2 separate regions of the Mus musculus genome follow, and region 2 is linked to region 1. A link is a contact called in public ChIA-PET data. All regions are on one chromosome and are shown on one strand. Each heading gives the region's core, a stretch centred on a gene start, on an enhancer-like site or on the middle of the called end of the contact. The rest is flanking DNA. Distances are from core to core; before and after follow the strand shown.

What was found. ChIA-PET counts read pairs in DNA pulled down with a chosen protein or histone mark.
Region 2: a contact with region 1 is called in an RNA polymerase II ChIA-PET map of memory CD8 T cells, with 23 read pairs. The contact joins two enhancer-like sites. A contact is called at or near these places in 1 of 115 datasets of contacts at active chromatin or transcription factors (memory CD8 T cells) and 1 of 9 other capture datasets (adipose tissue).

Annotation. Positions count from the first base shown.
Region 1 is chr17:86,123,055-86,126,014 of GRCm38.p6, reverse strand. All of the region lies in intron 7 of Srbd1 (S1 RNA binding domain 1), which reads left to right. Among named protein-coding and RNA genes, the nearest start is that of Srbd1, 21 kb to the left of the region's middle. Within about 2 kb of position 1,579, at least 1 of the 459 cell types and tissues checked has an H3K27ac peak or open chromatin away from gene starts, as enhancers often do. A contact at or near this core is called in memory CD8 T cells, where this site is marked.
Region 2 is chr17:86,322,037-86,324,996 of GRCm38.p6, reverse strand. The region is part of intron 1 of Prkce (protein kinase C, epsilon); the gene reads right to left. Among named protein-coding and RNA genes, the nearest start is that of 2010106C02Rik, 36 kb to the right of the region's middle. Within about 2 kb of position 1,411, at least 72 of the 459 cell types and tissues checked have an H3K27ac peak or open chromatin away from gene starts, as enhancers often do. A contact at or near this core is called in memory CD8 T cells, where this site is marked.

The sequences.
Region 1 (2,960 bases), core at 330-2,829:
TTGTACAAATGTCTGTCAACAGCAGATGAAGAACAGATGACTCGAACAAACAGGTCCTGGCCAATCTCCTGCTTCCGGTGACTTCCCCAATCTCTGCTGTTTCTCTTTCTTCATTTACACATGTCTCTTAAGACCTGTGTTCACAACATGTACTTCCCAGTTCCTACTTGGGCTTTCTTAATGCCATCTTCAGTAAATAGAAGGTCTCAGGGTGTTTTTATTAACTTATTAATCTTTTAAGATAATTGATGTTTTTACTTTTAAATGAAATCCCTCTATACCCCAAGGTTATAAAAATTCTTCTATTATCTTTCAAAGCTTTTATTTTATTTCTGCCTTTTAAAAACCCTATAACTTAGATTTTCTCTTCAAAAAGAATCTCAATACTTCTGGCATACACAAAGAACAAATTGGCTTCTGCTCTTAACACTTTTTCCTATGTAATAAGGGGGCTTTTTCTAAAATTTGCTCCCAAATGTATTCTGTCCTTTGTGTGAGAGAGAATGAGACAGGGCACAGGAGAAAGGTTTAAAAGATTATTATTCTCTGGAGCCTTACTCTTTAGCCTGGACTTGAACTTGCAGTTTTCTTGCCTCATCTTTAAGCTTATTTCTCAAAAAACCATTGATTCTTTTATGTTTTAGTAACTGTATATATTAATATAGACATTGTCTAGATATACAAGCATTATTTAATGAATTTTAATGAATTTAATGAAGTTTAATGAATTTTGTAGTCAGACAACATTGACCTGAAGTCAAATTAATATGACTGTCATTTCACACAGCTGCCTTTTCTTCTTTGGTGGTAAGAGCACCTGTGTTACTCTCTTAACAAATCCCAGTATGCTGTGTAACGGGCTGTAGTCCTCATCTGCACATTAGATGCCCTGGCTTTGTAGCCCATCCAGCTATAGGTCAGCTCCAACTTAAACCCGTGTTTCTCCATCCCTGTTGGATTTTTTTGACTTTCTGTTGATTCTGCAAACTGGGAGATGTACTTATCAACAGCGGTCAGTCTGTGATAACAAAATCCATGCTGTGTATTTAACTATGGAGAAATATGGTGCACTAGACATATTCTAGCCAGTTGAATTTGTGTTTTTAAAAAATGAGTATTCATATCTGTAAACTGCAAACTATCTGTTCACAGACATACATTTTAATATGTTTGGGAAAGGACAGTAATGTAAAGAGTTATTTGAAGTTAGAGATGGATTGAAATGAATACAATCCATATTTGCTTAGTTTTTAATACTTATTTATAGTTATATGTTCAGTGATTTAGAGCATTTAAGTTTTTATTTTGATTGTTATACTATGGTCTATTCAGTTGCAGCCTTACAAAGTTCATTTATCTTCTTTCTTGGCAGTGTTCTGGGGACTGGACCCAGAGTCCTTCCTGTGCATGCATTTCCTTCAGCAGATCTGTATTGCTTTTGCAGAAAGCATTTCATATTTTAATGACAGATGAGCCTTAGTAGCCTTGAGATTCACTGCTGGGGCTGGGGACTGTGTGTGTCTGCTGTGGAGACTAGCTGCAGGGAGGTGTGCTGCCTGTTGTTCCTTATGGCTGAGTCTTTGGCTTCCATTTCCTGTCTTCTTTGGTACAGTGGTCTCCTTGGTTCCTAGGTATACTACATTCCTCCTACACAGGTCTCGATGCTTGTATCTCCTAAAAAGGTCTTTCCTCTGACAAGCTCATCCAGATACCCTGTGATTATATCTACCCCATGTCCCCTCACTCCTCTGACAGGCTTATCCATATATCCTGTGATTATATCTACCCCATGTCCCCTCACTCCTCTGGGAACCCTCAACATGGCTCTCCTAAAACCCACTGTCTTAGTCAGGGTTTCTATTCCTGCACAAACATTATGACCAAGAAGCAAGTTGGGGAGGAAAGGGTTTATTCAGCTTACACTTCCATGCTGCTGTTCATCACCAAAGGAAGTCAGGACTGGAACTCAAGCAGGTCAGGAAGCAGGAGCCATGGAGGGATGTTCCTTACTAGCTTTCCTCCTCTGGCTTGCTCAGCCTGCTCTCTTATAGAATCCAAGACAGCCAGCCCAGAGATGGTCCCACCCACAAGGGGCCTTTTCCCCTTGATCACTAATTGAGAAAATGCCTTACAGTTGTATCTCATGGAGGAATTTCCTCAACTGAAGCTCCTTTCTCTGTGGTAACTACAGCTGTGTCAAGTTGACACAAAACTAGCCAGTACACCCACCATCATTCCTCATGTCTCCTTTGGGTGTTGTTTTTTGTTATTATTTTTGTTTTGTGTGTGTGTGTCTCACTGTGTCCATTACTGCTGCCTGCTGGAATACTGACTGGCCTTCTTGTCTTGAGCTTGTGTGGGTAACTACAGTTGCAGGGAATTCATGAGTGCAGTGGCCATGACTTGTCCCCCACACAGCATTTCACAGAACTCCTCTTTGACTTCTCTCTCTCTCATGCTCTTTCCACACCTTTCTCTGTTCTCTGAAGTCTGTGGATAGATAATGCAGGGCCTACTCACTCTCAGCACTTGTATTAGCTATGCGTCTCTACGAGCTTTAGCCCACTGCAAAAGATACTTCTCTAGAGGGCCATGGTTGAAAGCAGCACTGGTCTACGGTGTAAACATAAATCCTGACCATCCCCCTTCTGATGGTCACATGTGGTGACACAGGATACATGGTGGTTGACAGCAGGCTTTGACACTTCAGGTCATGTGACTAACACAGACCCAGCAGGTTTTTATGGTTCCTACAGACACAGCAGGACTTAGTCTGGACTTCACTCACTTGTTGATTCTCATCACAAATACAGAGAATTATGGTGAATTCCAGTTAACTGTGTACTGTGTGTCAGGACTTTTCTGAACAAAAGCAACTTCTAGGAGAAAGAGTTTATTTTAGCATACAGTTCCAGAGGCGTGGGAGTCCATCCTGACAGAGAGGTGTGGCAGGAGCAGGC
Region 2 (2,960 bases), core at 162-2,661, 200 kb before region 1:
TGGAGTCCACCCAGCCACCCGCTTCCCTTTCCTCATTTCCACTACAGGTCCTTCTCTGATCACCCTGCCCCAGGCGGGCTCTGCTCCCTGATAGAAGTGTATTCATGACTCATGTTGAACACACGCACGCTCTACTTGGGTTTTAATTTATTGTACATGTTCCTGAAGGTTTAGATTTCACAAACACACAGCTAATCTCAGAGGTGGCTGTGTTCACTCTGCAAACCCACGCGGGCATTCTAGAACACGGTGCTGTCGGGTGTTTTTATTCCCTCTGAGTGGGCCCTGATAAATGTCCCATACGTTATTTGTATTGTGAAAAGGAGATTTAGGATAGGCCATGATGAAGTGCCCATTAGGCCCAGTCCGCCTCCAGCTGTCATGTGTGACATTTAGGACCGGAACTTGAGTCTTGGGGCAGCCTCTCTGACCCTCTCTGAACCTCTATTTTCTTTGTGGGAAGGGGGAGAGATGATCCTAAGGTTTCTTCCAGCTGTATAGTCTCATGGGGCCACACTGTCCATTAAAGGGCTGGGCACAGGGCTAGAAAGAGAAAGTGGAACGAATCTGTCTGTGTCATCACTGCTCAGAAATATGGGCCTTCATTAGCATCTGCATCTGCTTCTTCCCAGAGAGTTGCAATGGAAGAGCCATCTGCCTGCAGTCATTAACCCCGGGCTTGCCCTGCCCTGCTAATGTGCTCACTTTAAGGACCCCAACCCACCCCACCCCACCCCCCAAAAAATCATAGCCAGGAAGGCCCTGGCAAAACTAGCCCATCCCAGCTCCTTGGAAAGGCAGCTGAGCCTCAGAGTCCAGTTAGATAAATGCAGAAGGTAGGTGTTTGCCTTCCTGGCTGCTGGTTAGAACGGTGGTGAGGTCATGCAGAATTCCCTGGAGTCCTGAATCCTGGAACCCAATTATAAACGCATATCAACCCCAGCTCAAACAAGGCTCATTCCTAGGCTGCTAGCTGAGCCAGGAACCCTCACAGTGGAACTTCAGCAGCCATTTTTTTTCCAATTGTGTGTGTGTGTGTGTATGTGTGTATGTGTGTGTGTTTAAAACCAAGCTAGGAAGGTTCCTTAAGAAGGTTCCTGCCATACTGACAAGGCTCCAAAACTCTAACATGCCCACTCCACGTTGATGTATTTGCTCGGGGTTCTAATGCTCGATAGCATGTGGGTTCACAGGACTCTTTCTACCATTAAACTGCAGGTTAGACCAGGACAGAGAAGAAGGCTTGGCTATTCTACCTGTTCTCCTGGGACACCACCTAGCTGGGTGGCAGTTCCCATGCTGTGCACTTTAAAGCTCTGTGGCACATTTAACTCACACAACCTACCGACTAGACACTGTTTCTATGACTTCCTGGCAGCTCCTCTGTGCGAGGTGTTGACCTCAGGAGTGGTTTACAGCCACTAACTCATTTAATCCTCACAACAACGAGGTACTGCCTCTTTGTTGTGAGGACAGAGTGTTTACAGGAGAGGACTTGAGGCACAGGGAGTGTGGCCATGCCCCAGGGCCCCCTGGGGGTGGGAGGACAGTCACAACCGCAGGCTTCAGCTCTTCACTGCTCTTCACCACCATATTCTTTGGCTTCCTGTGTGGTCTACCATACCCAGTGCTCCCTAAATCACCTTCAGAGGTCAACATCAACAACAATTCCAATTTCTACTTTCCATTTCAAACCTCCCTTCTGCTGCCAGGATTGAGTTTCCCCTCAAGAGGGCCTCATCTGTCTGAGGGGGAAACAGCCTTCCCTCTGTATGTGAATAAGGCTTTGCATCTTTCACAAGCCCTGACACCTGATCACCTCTCTATGCCTTGCCGCAGATATTCCTATAGGGCAAGCAGAACAAGTGTTCTTAACCTCCTTTACAAATGTAGACTCTTTCCTCTGTGCTGGTAGGACACACTTGGTCACACTGTTGCTCAGGGTGGAGGCTGAGGCCACACCTCAGTCTGCAGCTCTCTCGGGTTCCCTTTCTTCCTACTGTAATAGGAAATGACTACAAATCGTATTAAGATTGTCCCCGTGGCTGAGTCACCAGACGAGTCTTAATGGGAGAATGAAGAAATGAATGAGCAAATAAATTAAATAAATAAATGAGAAGAAGCTGCATTGTGGAGGTGTGAGCTTTATCTGTAATAGTCCCCGTAAATGTTGAGTTTGTATTTAAATGCCTGGAGATACTATTACGAAGTTTGGAGAATGGTGGAGTTGGTGGCATCCTTTTGCACGGGCACGGGGATGAGTTCACATGACAGCTGCGGATGATGGCACACATCTCACTCTCAACACCAGAGCTGCGGAGCTGGGAGGACGCTCTTGGCTTCCTGACAAGATAGGTTCAGCAGGCTTCCATCTCAAAAAACAAAGTGGCAAGGGATCAAAGGAGACACTCAGCATCAGCCTCCACATGTGTACATCCATACACACACACACACATGCCTATGCACACACACACACACAGAGATACACTTAAAAAGGATATTGTCAAGGGTAGATAAATGTGGCTTGAAATTCAGGAATCACAGAAGCCTTCCCATAGGCTGTTATTCTAAGAATCCACACCCCTCTTCCCTGTTATTGGTCAATCTGTTTTTTAACAATTTAGAAGCTCTACGTCCTTCTCCAGGCTCAGGCCAATTCTAATTCTCCTCAGTCACATGTAGATGGTAACTTTTAGTTCATTCTACTTTATCAACATCTGAGAACACTGGAGCAAGATCACAATTCATAGAGAACATGAAACAGTTTTGGTGTGAGATCAGACAATCTCCTCCCTTCTTGAGCCTCACTTACTCCAGGGTTATTCTTTGTTTTTCTTAATTTTCAGTGAAAATCTACATATTAATAAGCATATTCATCTCTTTTTAAAACAGTCTGCTATATATACTCCTTTGTATGTGAGTTTTGGTGTGTATTGATCTTGGACATCCTCCTGTCAGAA